5 separate regions of the Mus musculus genome follow, and all the other regions are linked to region 4. The links are chromatin contacts, called in public promoter capture Hi-C maps. All regions are on one chromosome and are shown on one strand. Each heading gives the region's core, a stretch centred on a gene start, on an enhancer-like site or on the middle of the called end of the contact. The rest is flanking DNA. Distances are from core to core; before and after follow the strand shown. Region 1 holds the start of Lix1l (Lix1-like). Region 2 holds the start of Sv2a (synaptic vesicle glycoprotein 2 a). Region 3 holds the start of Itga10 (integrin, alpha 10). Region 4 holds the start of Tmod4 (tropomodulin 4). Region 5 holds the start of Pias3 (protein inhibitor of activated STAT 3).

What was found. Promoter capture Hi-C pulls out the DNA fragments that hold promoters and counts their contacts.
Region 1: a promoter capture Hi-C map of neural stem cells shows a contact between it and region 4. The contact joins the promoter of Lix1l here to the promoter of Tmod4 in region 4. A contact is called at or near these places in 2 of 39 promoter capture datasets (liver and neural stem cells) and 1 of 484 Hi-C or Micro-C datasets (B cells).
Region 2: a promoter capture Hi-C map of hippocampal neurons shows a contact between it and region 4, with 5 times the contacts expected there. The contact joins the promoter of Sv2a here to the promoter of Tmod4 in region 4. A contact is called at or near these places in 5 of 39 promoter capture datasets (the C10 cell line, erythroid cells, hippocampal neurons and 2 more), 1 of 115 datasets of contacts at active chromatin or transcription factors (astrocytes) and 2 of 9 other capture datasets (adipose tissue and liver).
Region 3: a promoter capture Hi-C map of erythroid cells shows a contact between it and region 4, with 2.2 times the contacts expected there. The contact joins the promoter of Itga10 here to the promoter of Tmod4 in region 4. A contact is called at or near these places in 3 of 39 promoter capture datasets (erythroid cells, hippocampal neurons and pre-B cells) and 1 of 9 other capture datasets (liver).
Region 5: a contact with region 4 is called in a promoter capture Hi-C map of liver, with 5 times the contacts expected there. The contact joins the promoter of Pias3 here to the promoter of Tmod4 in region 4. A contact is called at or near these places in 2 of 39 promoter capture datasets (liver and pre-B cells) and 1 of 9 other capture datasets (liver).

What each region holds. Positions count from the first base shown.
Region 1 is chr3:96,599,536-96,602,525 of GRCm38.p6, reverse strand. It overlaps Lix1l (Lix1-like), which reads right to left and starts at 1,393. Exons shown (of 6, transcript NM_001163170.1): 1 at 1,053-1,393. The coding sequence starts at 1,344. It overlaps Gm52628 (a long non-coding RNA gene), which reads left to right and starts at 1,427. Exons shown (of 2, transcript XR_003954672.1): 1 at 1,427-2,215; 2 at 2,309-2,944. Ankrd34a (ankyrin repeat domain 34A) reads right to left here. Exons shown (of 2, transcript NM_001024851.3): 2 at 2,748-2,990.
Region 2 is chr3:96,179,916-96,183,012 of GRCm38.p6, reverse strand. It overlaps Sv2a (synaptic vesicle glycoprotein 2 a), which reads right to left and starts at 1,786. Exons shown (of 13, transcript NM_022030.3): 1 at 1,710-1,786.
Region 3 is chr3:96,643,945-96,646,956 of GRCm38.p6, reverse strand. It overlaps Itga10 (integrin, alpha 10), which reads right to left and starts at 1,373. Exons shown (of 30, transcript NM_001302471.1): 1 at 1,271-1,373. The coding sequence starts at 1,322. It overlaps Pex11b (peroxisomal biogenesis factor 11 beta), which reads right to left. Exons shown (of 4, transcript NM_011069.3): 4 at 1,576-3,012. The coding sequence ends at 2,977.
Region 4 is chr3:95,122,767-95,125,830 of GRCm38.p6, reverse strand. It overlaps Tmod4 (tropomodulin 4), which reads right to left and starts at 1,317. Exons shown (of 10, transcript NM_016712.4): 1 at 1,253-1,317; 2 at 154-316; 3 at 1-11. The coding sequence starts at 276. Vps72 (vacuolar protein sorting 72) reads right to left here. Exons shown (of 6, transcript NM_009336.2): 6 at 2,780-3,064. The coding sequence ends at 3,053.
Region 5 is chr3:96,695,503-96,698,707 of GRCm38.p6, reverse strand. It overlaps Pias3 (protein inhibitor of activated STAT 3), which reads right to left and starts at 1,632. Exons shown (of 14, transcript NM_001165949.1): 1 at 1,513-1,632. The coding sequence starts at 1,536.

The DNA of each region.
Region 1 (2,990 bases), core at 144-2,643, 1.5 Mb before region 4:
ACAGCAAGGAGGCAGTCACTTTTAGACCCAGGAGGACCTGATCAAGGAAACAGAAGGGATGTGTTGGAAATTCCAGACTTAAAGTCTGAGTCATACACCCTTCACTGTGTGTTCCTTGTCGTTTAAACTATGAATTTGGAACCAGGATTCTGACAGGAAATTGGTTAACGTTGCCTAAACAAAAACAACAAAGAAAATTCTCACATCCCTCTTCCCAGAAATTAGGCATCTTTAAGCCGGCAATTTCTAAGCAAAATAAGGTTGTTGCCTGGCTTGTTTCCACAGAATTTAGCATTGAGTGAGCCAGGGCCTGAGATTTATCCTCAGTTCCTGGGCAAGGGCCAGGAATACAGCGCCAGACAGACAGAGGCCCGAGTTGTGAGGCTCCAAACTAAGACACTAAAGCGAGGCACCAAGTCACAGGAAGCTGGCACGGCCTCAATGGTGTGGGTTCAGATTCAAAGGAACAATTATTGTGAGTGACTTTTGAAAGCACTACCTAATAATTCTCCAGCAGATCTGAAGTCATGGTGGAAATTTCATGGTGGGAGGTGGGGTGGGTAAGTTAAGTATGTGAAGAACTAAAAAGTCGAGATTCAGAAGATGAAGTACAAGGGCTCAGGAGATGGGAGTACAGGAATTGCTGAGATCAGAGAGAGAAGACAGAGAAGGGTAAGGATGAGAAATGCCCTGGGTCTGAGATAAAGGAGAGGATCCCACACAATAGGGGCGGGTTCTTAAAGGGAGAAGGACATTAAAATCTTAAGCCTGCTGACAGAGAAAAAGTTGGGAAGAAAAGAGAATTGCATCTGAAAACAGGAGTCCCTGAAGAATGCATTAATAACTCGTGTGTGTGTGTGTGTGTGTGTGTGTGTGTGTGTGTGTACACGCGCGCGTGCGCGCTTGTGTGTGTGTCCAGAAGGAAACTCCCCAAAAGGAAATGCATGCGAAGGCTGGACGCCAAGCGGAGCCACTGTGAGGACAGTGGGAGCTGTGGGAGCCAGGCTCTTGACTAGAGGGTGTCCCGCAGGAGGCCAGTTCCCGACACTTACCTCGACCGTAGCCCTGCGTGTGCTTGGCGAAGCTCCTCACCACCGCCTCCACAGCCTCGCGCAGCACCGCAGGGCTACCCGCGGCGCCGGGGGGCAGGGGCAGCCCGGGGGCCCCAGCCAGAAGCAGCGGAGGCGGGGGCGGGGCGGGGGGCGGCGGGGCGGGCGGCGGGCCCACGGGGGGTGTGGCGGCGCTAGTCGGGGCCCCGGTCACCCCTGGCCGCAGCGCTCGCAAAGTGCCTCTCCCACCGACGCCTACACCGGGCTGCAGCCGCTGTGCTCGCATCGTCTCCATCCCGGTGGCCGGCGGAGCTGGGCCCCGGAGCCTGCCAGCCTGGCGAGCTAACGGTCCCAGCTACCCCAGTGAGCAAGAGCCAGGGGATTGAGGGCGGTGCCGGGATCCAGCTGTCAGTCAAGAGCGGGCGGGACGAACCAGATGCCATGCCAATCACTGGTGGAGAGGGAGGAAAGGGGTGGGCTCCTGAGCCACCTTAGGCAAATGATTGAGGAAGGCGGAGGCACGGGAACCAATTGAATAAAGAAAAGGCTAAATCGTCTAAGAGAGAGAGCTTCGGAGCATCTTTGGGAATCCTGTGGTAAGCGATAGAAATCCGGCCAGACCCCTGGGGCGGGGCTTGAAGGGAAAATAGGCCTGGATGCAAGGCTGGATAGAACTGTAGCTGGAGAGGTTTCTTAAGGACCATTTGTCTGATCACTTTACTTTCTAGATGTAGATGCGGTTCAGAGAAGTGATGTGACTCATCTTTAAGTTCATACACAATTGGTGGTGGAGTGAAAACTGAGTATAGTGCTGACTTTAGTGAGAATATGCTATGTCATATACTTGAGTGCACTGCCTTATTTAATAGCTGCCAAGTACAAACCAGGTTTTATTTTACAAACAAGAAAAGTGATGCTCAGGAAGATTAGATACATGAAATGGCTGGATGGCAAGGGAGATTCAGACATTAAGTGTTTTAATCCAAATATTTTCCTTTTTTCACTATTTACATTCAGGAATGGTTTTCTGACTTCAGCTACTCACTAAGGGAGTCAGAGAACGTAGAATGTGTTTATCACTGTACAGAAAGAGTGAGCTAGAATACACTCAGAAACCTATCAAACAGAGAAATTCAGGACATAGATGGAAAGGGTGCTTGATCCAGGTAAGTCTGGGTTCCAACAGTTGTTCCCAGCAGACATCCATGCACACAAGCTGCGACACCCTTTTGTTGACTGACCATTCCTTTTCCCCTTAGGTGAAGTTACTAGCCCCACCCCCTCTCCTAGGGTTGGCTAAGAGACCTGGGACTATGGAGGTTAGAAGAAAATGAATAAAGGCACACCTGGTGAAATGAAATTAAACCCTGTATTTAAAACAACAACAAAACCTGTGTGGTCAAGATGTAGGAAGTAGCATCTGCTTATGGAGAAGAGGGGCAGTAAGAATCTTAAATCATTAAAAGTCAGGCATGGGGAGGCTGGGGGGAGGCCCACCAAATGCCTTAAAACCTCAGAACACAGGGCCCATTTGCCTTTTCTTCTACAACCACTACTGGTCAGTTGGTCTCCTGGAAAGAAAGTAGCTGCAGCCTCTAGATTGGCTCCCTGAGTAGTTGTGACTGTAAGTCTCACCCTCCCATGCCCTCTCTCTTCACCCCCCCCCCCAACCCACACTTTCAGGCAGCAGTGACAAAACAGACTTCTGAACACATTTATTTGACAAGTGGTAAGAGGACTGACTTAGGCTTGCTCCCCACTTCTACCTGTGGGGGGTTGTTCATAAGCTCAGACACACAGAAGAGCAACTTTGAGCCCATGACCTACCCCTGGGGTAAACAAGACAATCTGGAGTGGTATATGTGTGTGTGGGGGGCACAGGGAGGGAATAAAAAGCAGGAAACTGAGAAGTGGAGAGCGTGGAAGGCAGCAACAGAAGTG
Region 2 (3,097 bases), core at 537-3,036, 1.1 Mb before region 4:
ACACTGGCAAGGAAAGATGTAAGCAGTGGACAACAGTGACCAGGAACAGTGGCCTCGATGTCACCTTTTCTTCATGGTTCAGGGAATAGCATCCCCAGCGCCAAGGCAATTTGTGTACCTCGGCTCTCTTTCCCAACCATGATCCCTCTTCAAACCCTGAAGGAAGATTTGGACCCACCAGGAGCTGTTTCCCATGCCTGTTGACATTGTTTCCCCTCAGCTGTGGGGGTAGGAAAGGCTCCCCAGCCACAACAGCACACAGTGGCTCAACAGCCAGTGCCCCCCCAGGGCCACCAAGCCCAGGAGGGAGAGAAAGAAGACAAATTCTTTGAGCTGGTGAGGAAGTCGTGCTATATTTAGCCTGCAGAGCAGCACAAGAGTGGCTGAGCCTGAGGAAGAGAGACAGCACTGGGAGAGGTGGAGTTAAAGGAGACCAGACTGGGATTTACCAAGTCCTTTAAGGCTGACTGGCTTCACCTGACCGGAAGAAACATGTCCATAATTTTCTGCAGAAGGTGGAAAGGGCATGTGGAAAGGGCTTCGTAAGCAAACCTTTCAAGTAAACTGCTCAGGTCCAGACGGGCCCCCTAATCAAAGCCCCTGCTTTGGAGGCCACCCAGGTTTCCATCCCATCCCATGCCAGGTCATTAAGAAGTGACAAGGTCATGAAGAAGCAGTCATTGATCAGAAGATTCCCACTGAAAAGGACAAGGGGCAGAGAAGATTCCAGAGTGCCCCCCACCCCCACATCACAGCTTGATAACTGACCCTCTTACCCCTCCGCAAGACTGACAAGACTGAGCCTCACCCCTACAATCTACCCCTGGGTTTGGAAGATGGGAGCATCCAGTTTGGGGGGGTGGGGAGGTGTCAGCTGAGAATGTACACGGAGAAATGCTCACGGAGAAATGCTCACGGAGAGGCCAGGGATGTAGAGAAAATGTTTCACATGCATAGGCTTAGGGACCGCCTCTGCCAGGATTGCGGAGACCCCCAACCCCCACCTAGCCTCAGCTCTGGTACCAGGCATGAGGCCCTGGAACTGATTACATGGCTGCTCCCACCCCTGGTCCTGCTGCTGGACAGGTTCCCACCATCCTTCTGCGCCCCTCTCCTGACCCCCTCAGTAAGCGCCTCTAGTGCCAAGCCCCAACACCTGGTTGCTTCCCATGTCTGTCTGCCCAGTGTTTCATTCCTTCTATCCTTCACCAAGCCGATTCCTCTACCCCCTAACCCACCCAAGTCCAGGCAAGAGCGGCTGTACTCATTCTATGGCCCCAGCCAAGGTCATTTACCATGGGTGGGGGGGGGGGAGAGGGGGGTTGGGGAGGGACGTACATCAAGGTGAGGAGAGGATGGAGTTTGAGGGAACCTCAGCTTACCTAACAGCCCCTCACCAGGTTTATGTAATGGGGACTTTAAGCTAAGGTAGAAAAAAAATCCTCGCATATGTATGTATGTGTGTATATACATACAAATACATATATGTGTATTGCACATATATATTTATTTATTCAAGTATATTCTCAAAGCAATTGAAATAAATGGCCCATTCCCCAAACCACCATCACCCCCACCACCACCCTCACCCCTACAGCGGGGACAGTCACCCTCCCCATAAGCAAAGCATCAGAGATAAAATGGCTGCAAGGCTAGACGAGGATGCTTCTGCCCGGGGCGGGGTAGAGGTGAGAGGAGAGGGGTCTCACCTGAGCTTGGTTCCCCGGGTCAGGGAGTCCCCGGGTGAGGGAGGGGGTCCAGCCACAGGGCTGAGGCGGCAGCGGCGACTGCTCCTCCCGGTACCAGGGGAAGCGGCACTGCAGACCTGCCCCCCGCACGCGCTCCGGCCCCGCCTCCGACCCTCCCTCCCCCGCGCCAGTGAGCAGCGGGAGAGACCATTGTGGGGGGTGGGGGTGGCGAAAGAAAAGATGATGGGGCGGGGGGGGGGGGGGGGGGACTTAGGACACAGGAAGAAAAGATGAAGGAACTGGAGGGGACTGTCAGGGTGACAGCTGGAAATGACAGTCTTTCTCAGCCCCTTCCTCCCTAGCAAAAGATGCCAGGAATTAAAGACACTAGCAGTGGTTAGGGGAGTAAGTGGAGGAAATAGACAGGTGATGAATGAGGTAGCCCCTTCCTTTGCACCCAAGCTAGGATGAGAGAACCCAGGAGTCCCAGCAGTTCTTGCTGCGTTAAAAACAGCTCCCTCCCCTTCCACACTGCTCCCTGGAATTAAAAACCCTCTCCTAAACCCACAGCTTGGACTCCAGGTTCACCTTGCTATGTGAGAGGACTCAGAGATAACAAGGTGTGGTTTCTGTACTCAATAGTCAGAGTCAGTGACAACTGGGCCCCTGTCATCTGTCTCCTCCAAAAACAGTCCAGACTGTTTATGTACAAGGACCTCCCCCTCCCCATTTCTATTCAATTGCTGGTAGCAGAGGCGGTGCTAGAGGAGTTTGTCTGATCAACTGGACAGTTCCCTTTCTAACCACACTCTCCAGTGACTCAAAAATACATACATACATACATACATACATACATACATACATACATACATACATCCTATCAATTAACAACCTCCTCTTGTGTGTGTGTACGTACACTGGCTTGGGTTCTCCTTTTCTTGAATCTTTTCTGTTTTATTGTCAGGTAACCTGGACTGACAGATCCAGAGGCACTTCAAGGATGTACAACCTGAACCAGTCTACTCCAGATAAAACCTTGGGATTGTCTGGAACAAGCACTGACCAAAGCACAGCCCAGATTTCCACCGTTGGTTTTGACCAAGTCCCCTGCCTCTGTGAACCAACAGGCTTCTTGTCTAGAAAATGGAGTGTTTTGGATGAGGCGTCTTTTTTAGCTGTAATACCATGAGACTGCTCGGTTAAGTGTGGGTCTAGGATGCTGGGAGATACTGAATACAGAAGGCTGGCAGCCTGTGTGCTCAGAGATTTCCCAGATGCCATTTGACATCTGAATTTACTATGCTAGGGATATGAGCCTAAGTTTTGGAGGACCCAATGCTGGATTTTGGAAATGTATGGGTCAGTAAGGTTCACAATTAACTGAAAGTCATAATAGATACTAATTTATC
Region 3 (3,012 bases), core at 124-2,623, 1.5 Mb before region 4:
TGTCCTCAGAACCCCAGGTGGGATGATTGGATGATTCTCTTCCTGTGGGGTGGGGGTGAGGGATCCTAAGGCCCTCGGCCATGCTGAAGCACAGCTGTATTTCCATTCTCATTCCTGAAATCTCATTCACAGACACATCTGGATAGGTCAAGTTACTCTTTCCACATCATTCCTCCTACACATTCTCCTCTCTAAGCCTCGAGAGTCCAAAGAGGGAGAGAGGGCTTTTCTGAGGATGCAGAGTCACCACCCTTTCCTAATTCTTCCCAAAGCCAGGGCCATGGGAAGAAACGATGGCAAGGAGCTCCCTGCCCGGGTGTCTCCTCTTTCTGTTTCTTCTTGTCACACTTGCACTTTCTCCAAGGTTGAGAGTGCTGGCTCCTTCCAGCCCTGCCAACCTCAACGCTAATTAAGTGGGTGGAACCACCGGCCTGCCCACACACAGTTTGCCATCTATCCCTGTTAAGGGTCCTATCACCCCCAAGACTCCCCCCCACCACAATCTCCTCATCTCATCCACCTTACAAACACCCCTTGCCTACTCCCATAGTTTCCTCAAACTTTAGTCCACGCTTGGGGTCCCCATCTGTGCCCTACTGATTCCTTTCTCCTGACCCCAATTCCCATAAAATCAGAGCTGTTATTTTAGGAAACAAAGATTATAGGGCACTAGCAGGGAAAAATTCCAAGCCTCTTATCCCTCCCATGATTCTCTTCTCTACTGTCTTGCTCTTTGCATCCAAGCAACCCTCCATCCCCCAAAATCTAACTTCAACTCACACTGTGCTCATTTTCAGAAAAGGTATTTTATATGTGAGCCTTTTTTTTTTAATCCAGGAAATTGGCAGGGCTATGAGACCAGAAACTGTAGCTCGGTCGTTAGGCGAACCCAGAGTTCTGACCACATAGTAAGGCAATTATGCCTCAGGCACCAAGGAGCACCAATGGCAGGGAGAAGCAGGGAAGGTAGGAATCAGTGTAACCGAATGGAAGATGAGAGACACGTCTCTTTTCTGTGCCCTCATGTCTGTGGAGTTTAGGACAAAGGTTTTAGATAATTAGGTACAAAGGTTTAGATAATGAGGTACAAGCCAGAGGAAGTTTTGGCCACTGCCATTTGGGTGTCTAAGAACATGAGTGCACACAGGAAATATAGCATCGGTATTAACCTCCGACCTGAGCGCCCGAAGAATTTTAGCCATAATGGTCCCAATTATAAACAATCCACATAACTTCCATTCCCAGCAGAAACCAAGTTTGCTTCCCTCACCTGTCAGCAACGCCAGGGGCAGGAGCAGGTGAGGGATGGAGAGAGACTCCATGGGCGCTTGTCCGGTCCAGTCCGAGAGGCTCTGAGTCGCTCTGTCCCTCTCCTTGGCTGTTTTCGTTACTTTCCCTCCTATCCTGCCCCCTCCCACTGGCAGCTAAAAATAAAGTTGGATGGAATGGGAGTGGTGGTGGAAGGGAGCTGTGGGGAGCCCAGGACAGGAACACAGAGCAGCCTTAGTCCAGCTCTCTACCTTGGTGCTGCCCCCTGGAGGCCTCAGCTAATATTCAAAGAAAACACAAATTTTGACCCTTTCTGAGGCTACTTTTATGCACGGTTTATTTATTCAATAATTTCCTCCAGTTTGGAACAGAAAGTAGGACTTAGAGACAATATTTTTTGCCTTATTAATCTTAACATGGGATATGCAAAATAACAGCTGACAGCAGTGACAGCAGCATTTTCCTACCTACTGTGTGAAGGGCAGTCCTACTGTGTGACCTTGCCAATCCACTGAGTTATGGTCATGCTTGTGTGTGTCTAATAGCTTTTGGGGAGTCACTGCCTGTAGACAGGTGTGCTTTGTGGTGTCAAGATAATTACTTTGGTTGAAAACATCTCACCCCTAACTTGAGGCTGTTCACGGATTGTTTTGAATTGGGACCATTATGGTGTGTCCGCACCTTTCCCCCAACATTTAAATTTTCAGTGAAATCCTGTAACCATGTTAGCTGCTAACGCCAAGGAAAGCCATCCACAGTCAGAGAGCTAAGGCTTACAATGACCAGACCATGAGAGACCAGATGTCAACGAGCAGCTGGACACAGTAACACTCACTGTAGGCTACTCAGAAGCCTAAAGCAGGGGAGCTCAGAGCTTCAGCCCTGCCTAGGTACCACAGTGAAAACAGGCAATCCGTCCCCCCACCCCACCCCCGCCATCTTGAATTGAATAAAAAAGTCAGTGAGCAAACTGATCTTTAATTTGTTAGCCTAGAAGGCTTGCTTGCTCTGTGGGCAAGGACCAGTTATTTACATAGAATCATTGTACAGTATTTACAGGAAGAGGCCAGACATGGCATCAGCCTGGGTAGTCAGAGAAAGAGCAAGAGCCAAGTGCGGAAGGAAACTCTAATATCAACGTGTACGCAGAAACTGGAAAGTGTGGAGGCAGTCTGCTGAGGCAGACCCAGGGGAGAAGCCTCAAACAGCCTGCAGCGGTGTGAGCGAAGAGACGCCGGGCATGAAATGAAGCCTGGGAAAGTATGGAGGGTGGAAGGGAAGAAAAATGCTACATGAGGTTTCAGAAAAAAAGAATACAATTAGCACTTTGCTATCCATAACTTAAGCTTCCCCTACCAAAAAGTAACCCACCCCCCTCCTTTTAAATATCTGGCCAGGAGGCTAAGAAAGAGAATTCTGTCTCACGGTAACAAATTCTTAACTAGACTCAAGACAGAGAGATAAAGGGAAGAGCTATGAGATTCTGGCAATGGGACTGAATGAAGCCCAACTGCAGAGGCCTGCAGGAGCCTTCCCTTAGCACTGCCTTCCTGACCCGTCTTTGGCAGGTTCTTCCCCTCATCCCTAAGGATCTGGATTTTAACTTCAGTCAAGGAGTTGAATTACAATGAGGTTGGCACACAGTGACCATCTCAGCTTCCATCTCACCCACCTGGGCTCCCTCCTTATCTTGTACCACAGTGTCAGTCAGGGCTTGAGTCGTAGCCAGGGACAGATTAGGGT
Region 4 (3,064 bases), core at 68-2,567:
AAGAGCATGTTCTTAGGGATGAATTTTGGGGAACAAATTAAGCACTCTCCAGACAGATATTCCCTGGTCCTTTTGGGATTTCATGTCTTGTTCTCAGCTACCTAGAATCACTCCTTCCCACATACAAAGGGATGCCCTGGCCTGTGCTCCTACCTCAGGATCCATTTCTTGTAGCTCACAGTCCAGCTGTTCTAGCTCTTCAGGGCTCAGGGTCCTTAGGATCTCATCTTCGTCGATGTCTCTGTATTTCTCCAGTTCCTTCTGATAGGATGACATGGTGGCCCCTACCCCTTCCCCACGGTGTGACACTCACAGCCTGGGGGACATGAGAAAAGTTGTTGGATGTGGACACTGAGGGCACAAGAAGTCCAGCCATAGTTAGGACACTGACCTTAGAGACTAGAGTCTGCCAGGGATGGGAAAATCAGATAGTTCACTGTTAGTTTCCCTCCTAGTCCCTGCACTTTCTAGCCATTCTAGATGGGGATTCTAGTCTCCAGGCTGGGTCTATCCACCCACCGTGCGATGGAGAAATCCTGGTAGCACCCTCCCCTACAACCTTACCCGGCAACGTCTCTTGCCCTGACACAGCTGCTGGAGGCCCTGCCAGCACAGCTGGCTCCACGCCCAGTTCCTATTGAAAGGTGGGAGGGGGAGGCAGAGAGCTCCAGGAAAATTCCTCCTTTCTTCCCCATTACCCAGGCCTGTTGGAAACTGGTAAGCAAGGAGGCTTGACTGGGTTAGAGTGGTTGCCTCTAATGACACCCTCACTCCCTCCTTCATTGTCAAGGACCAAGACCTCACTTTCTGTGTTTGCTAAAAGTCTAAATCAGAAGGGAAAGTAAGGCTTAGAAGCTGGGGCACTTCCAGATTGGGGGAAGGGCAGTGTGGCCTCAGAAGGCATTCGGTTCCCATAATCTGTCACCAGAAAGGTGACACTGGAACCCTGGGTAAAAGAAGAAGAAGAAGAAAAAAAAGTCTTCTAAATGAGGAGGTGGGATGATAAACTTGCACCACCTTTCAGTGGGAAAAACAGTCAAGCTCTAAATACATACCACACTCAACATGGAAGGTGATACTGAGCGTGAGGCACTGACAAGGCAGCTACAGAGTCAAGACAGAAACATCGGCGGCAGGACACAGCAGAGACATGCCAACTCTCTTCCCCTAGGCCCACTCTGCCATCTCCCACCAGGCTCTCACCCGTAAGACCCCTTGTTCCCACCTACCAGTCCCAATGGTCACCTCTCACCTCCCCTTGTCAGTTGGTCCGTCTGTTCTACTGGGACACTGTCCGGTCAGCAGGAGGAGTCTGGTGCCGGGGGAGAGCGTGGGGGAACAGTGAGCTCAGCATTTTATTATTTTAGCTCTGGCCAGGTGGGGAGTGGTGGGAGATCACATATACACAGACCCCATACCTTGCCCAGCCCTGAGAGCCTCTAGTGGCCAGTATCAGCCATGACATGTCCTCTTTCCCTGCAAGCAGAGTCCTCCAGTGGAGAATCAGATGACTCCTACGGTAGGGTACCAGTTCTGCTCAAAGCACTGAATAGAAGATGATGTATCAATGTAACAGCCATTGTGCCTCACACCTGAATTCCCTTGACAGGGGACACTAAGATAGGACTGCTACAAGACGGAGAGCAGCATGAACTTCATGGTGAGCTCAAAGCCTTGTAGTAATTTTTTTTTCCTTTTTAACTTTTTTAAAAGGGAGAGGGGGCACATGCCTTTAATCGTAGCACTTGGGAGGCAGAGACAGGCAGATTTCTGAGTTCAAGGTCCAACCTGGTCTACAGAACAAGTTCCAGGACAGCCAGGGCTAGAGAAACCATGTCCTGAAAAAACGAGAGAGAGAGAGGTCTCAGGTGGTTAAGACTGCTGCACAATTGTGAGGTCCCCGCACCTACATAACAGCATAACAGGGTGGCAGACACAGGAACATTGGGGGCTTGCTGGCTCCTGATAGCCTAGAGAACAGGAGCCCAGGTTCAGAAAGAGAGCCTGTCTCAAAGGATAGGTGGAATTACAGATGACCCTGCCTGGCCTCTGCATAGGTGCACCACCCGACACGTGGTTGTATACATAGACACATACAGAGACACACACACTCAGTGTAAGGATTTTGTTCTGGTATTTAAGAGACTATGTACTGGCTGGTTTTATGTGTCAATTTGACACAGGCTGGAGTTATCATGGAGAAAGGAGCTTCAGTTGAAGAAATGCCTCCATGAGATCCAGCTGTAAGGCATTTTCTCAATTAGTGAACAAGGGGGAAAGGCCCCTTGTGGGTGGGACCATCTCTGGGCTGGTAGTCTTGGGTTCTGTAAGAGAGCAAACTGAGCAAGCCAGTAACATCCCTCCATGGCCTCTGCATCAGCTCCTGCTCCCTGACCTGCTTGACTTCCTTTGGTGATTAACAGCAATGTGGAAAGTATAAGCTGAATAAACCTTTTCCTCCTCAACTTGCTTATTGGTCATGATGTTTGTGCAGGAATAGGAACCCTGACTAAGACAGACTAAGAGAGTTAAATATGGATAACCCAGGTAAGTGTAATAAAAATGATAGACATGAGTGCAGGCATCTTTATGACACCCACTACTTAGTAAATACATGCTACTTAAAAGGACAGAGCAGGAACAGTGATTTACCCCTCTAGGCCCAGCGCTTGGAAGGTTGACATGGGAGGCTTGCTTGAGCCCAGGAGTCTGAAATTAGTCTGGATAAATTAGCAAGAACTTGTGGTTTATTTATTTATTTATTTGTTTTTTTTTTTTTCCAAGACAGGATTTGTCTGTTTAGCCCTGGCTGTCCTGGAACTCACTCTGTAGACCAGGTTGGCCTCGAACTCAGAAATCCCCCTGCCTCTGCCCCAACCTTACACATCAGACAAAAAGGATTTTACCATTTTATTAGATTAAAAAAATGAAGAGCACAAGTAAATGAAATGAACTAGGGAGGAACTGAGGGAAACAAGGGCGAAGGTTGGCAGAAGGGAGGGCGGAGTGGAGAGCCAGGTCAGGAGAGGGACTGTCTAGGGGTCAGGTGTCTCTATTTGATGAC
Region 5 (3,205 bases), core at 383-2,882, 1.6 Mb before region 4:
CCAGCACTCGGAAGGCAGAGGTAGGCGGATTTCTGGGTTCCAGGCTAGCCTGGTCTACAAAGTGAGTTCCAGGACAGCCAAGGCTACACAGAGAAACCCTGTCTCGAAAAAAACAAAAAAACAAAAAAAAACAAAAACAAAAAAAAAGTTAAGTTTATTAGGAAGCTGTCCTAAGGGAATCGCCATAGGGTGGAGGAAAGGGGGGGGGAACGCACAAAATGTCTGGATTATATAGGGAAGAACCTTGGGGGAAGGGCAGCCCAGCCCCTGGGCTGGAAAGTTTAGGGTTGAGGCCTTAGAATGCCAGGTAGGGACTGAGGGATGCTGGGAGAACCTGGAGGCCAGGGCTGCTTTGAGATGTAAAATATGCACCTCAGCCCCCTTGTCCTGGGGTCTGAAACCAAACAGTCCAGAACTACCATCTTCCTTCTTTCTCTCATACATGGTATATTCATAGATAGCCACCAGGGTGGGAACCAAGGCAAACTTCTCAACAGAGACCCCAAGAGAATGAGAATGGGGTCTGTGAACCAAAGCACAGAAGTCAGCTCTTAAACGTGGATGGCCCAATGGCTAGAACTCAGGCTTACTCGGGACAAGGATGGGGCGAAGCCAGAAGATGGGGGAATGAAGGTCTAAGGTTCTGTAGGATATCTTCTGGTGTGGTTCCTTGGAGACTGTGTTGTGGTGGGGCAAGATCTCTCTCCTTCTAGGGCTCCCTTCTGTGAATGTCTAGAAGACCTAGTCACGGGTGGACCATTAGCTCTCCCAAGTTCTTTTCCTCCTGGTCTCCTTTTCAGGAATGTGATGAAAACCTTGTCCTTCTCTCTACCTTTCCATCCTTGGCTCCTCCTACTTGTTTTTATTTCTCCACTGGCTCAATAACTTTTTTTCTATCCAGTGGTTCACACTTCTCTACCTCTCCAACCACAGGACCTCATTAGGACAGTTCCTTACTCTAAGCCTCCAGGATGCTCCTGCCTCATCTCTTAAGGTACGCTCCTGTACAGCCCCGCCCCCTTACGTCTCAGCCCCCCTATCGGTACTGCCCAAGGCTCGGATGCCCACAGCAGCCCCAAGCCTAAGCTTCAGGTCCCCGGGAGCTTGATAACATCTGGTCCTCGGGTCCCATCCCTACGGCTCCCCCTCACTGTCACACCTCTTGGCCTGATGGACTCACCCCTACGCCTCTAGAGGAGCTTTCCCTCGCCCGCCTGTACCCTGCAACTACCTACTACTAAAAGCGGCTACGGCCCCGCGTCCCCGCCCCTTGTGCCTCGGCCCTCCGGGGCGACAATTCCCCCCTCCGCCCCACCCCTGCATCTGCCCTGCGGCCCCGCCCCCGGGGCGCCACCGCAGCCCCTTTTCGCGGCCGCTGCCCGCGCATCCCTGTAGCCAGTCCCTGCCACGTCGCCCGCACCCACCCCATCCCGCTGCGCCCAGCCTGGTCGCCTCCCCGCCTCAGCGGGCAGCCGAGCGAGTCCTGCTGGGGCTGGGGGAGGGGGCCGGTACCTTTAACTCGCCCAGCTCCGCCATCTTGAGACATCGCAGGCGCCCCAGCCCGAGCCGGAGCTCAGGCCCAGGGACCGGCGCAAACTCTCCGCCCCAGCGCCGGCCGCAAAGGCCGCCTGCTCCGCCCCGTCCGGCCCCCTACACCTCCCCTTCCCGGCCCCGCCCGCCGGGCTCCGGACCGCCGCCGGCCTCGCCCCTTCTCCTGCAGCCGGATGGCCGGGGCAAGTCTCCCGGCGGCGGGAGACACGGTGGCCCCGCAGGGAGTGTGCAGCCCGGGGATCTCGGGGCCCTGCGGGTAACGACGAGAAGGCGGACCCGAAGGGATGGGCTTTTAGGCAGCCAAGGATACTTGAAAGATGGAGGGAAAGTATCCGGAACTGCCGGAGCTCCGAGGGATGGGGGAGGGGCGGCGAAGTTGGAGCCCCTGTCCCCCGGAGATCTCCGCCGCAAGTTTAGTTAGCGAAATCCCAGAGTCCCGCCAACTCTGAAAGTGATGCTCTCCTGTCCTTTTTGGGGGAAGTTGGGGACTTGCGAACTGTTGGAGACGGCTGTTCCGAATTCTTCACCTCCCCCGAACACAGCAATTACAAGCTTAGGTCCTGCTAGCGCCATACGACTCAAGGCTTGACAGGCAACAAAGTTGGGTGCGGAAAGCAGGACTTACCCGCAGAGTTGCGGGGGTGAGCCCCGGTGCAGAAAGGGCTCGCGCAGCTCCGGCAGTCTGCTGCACGGCTGGAGTTCAGTCGGGCAGCTGGACGCTGCAGCCGCAGCACCGCCCGGGCCTGAGCTCCGCCCGGCCAAGCGTTGCTGCTGGGGCCGCCCCCTCCAGGGTAAGCCCGCCAGGACCTCGGAGAGGGGAGAGGGGCGGAGCCCAGGAGCCGGGCGGGAGTTATTAACTCCTCTGAGCGCTGAGGAGAGAAGAGATTCTGGGCATTCAAAGTTTGAGTAGTCCTTTGATCCCTTGCGGGAGGGAGTGTAGAGCCTGGACTGGGCTGGACTGGGACTATGTGCATTGGGACTCTGGTTGTTTAGAAAGGTTATAGGATGAGATCTCCATCTATCTGGGGGAAAACCTGGGCTACAAATGGAAAATAAGCAGCCCAATCCCTACAGATAACCCTCTATCTCCCAACCTCCAAATATGCTTTCAGTAACTAGGGATCCCACAGTTGGTGAACACAAGGAGATACAGGTACAGAAGACACACTTCTGCCCCTCTTTAAAGTGCCTACTTCCTCCTCCAAAGCTTTGGACCCTCCAAAGGGCCCTGTTTCAACCAAGTTGGTCACTTAACCTGACGATTTGAGTAGTTCATTTCTTTGTTTGTTTGTTTGTTTGTTTGTTTTTCGAGACAGGGTTTCTCTGTGTAGCCCTGGCTGTCCTGGAACTCACTCTGTAGACCAGGCTGGTCTCGAACTCAGAAATCCACCTATCTCTGCCTCCCGAGTGCTGGGATTAAAGGCATGAGCCACCACTGCCTGGCTGAGTAGTTCATTTCTATATCTATAAAGATAGCTACTTTAAGGCACTGTTCCTTATACTAGTTATCGTAAAAACTCCACATTTTATAGTTGTTTGGGGCCTCAGGGATAATGTCATTTGTCCAGTAAATATTTGTAAAGGGGGGAGGTAAATATTAAAGTGGCAATCAGGGATTGCTAGGTGCTGAGGGCTTAAAACCATTCGAAAGCTC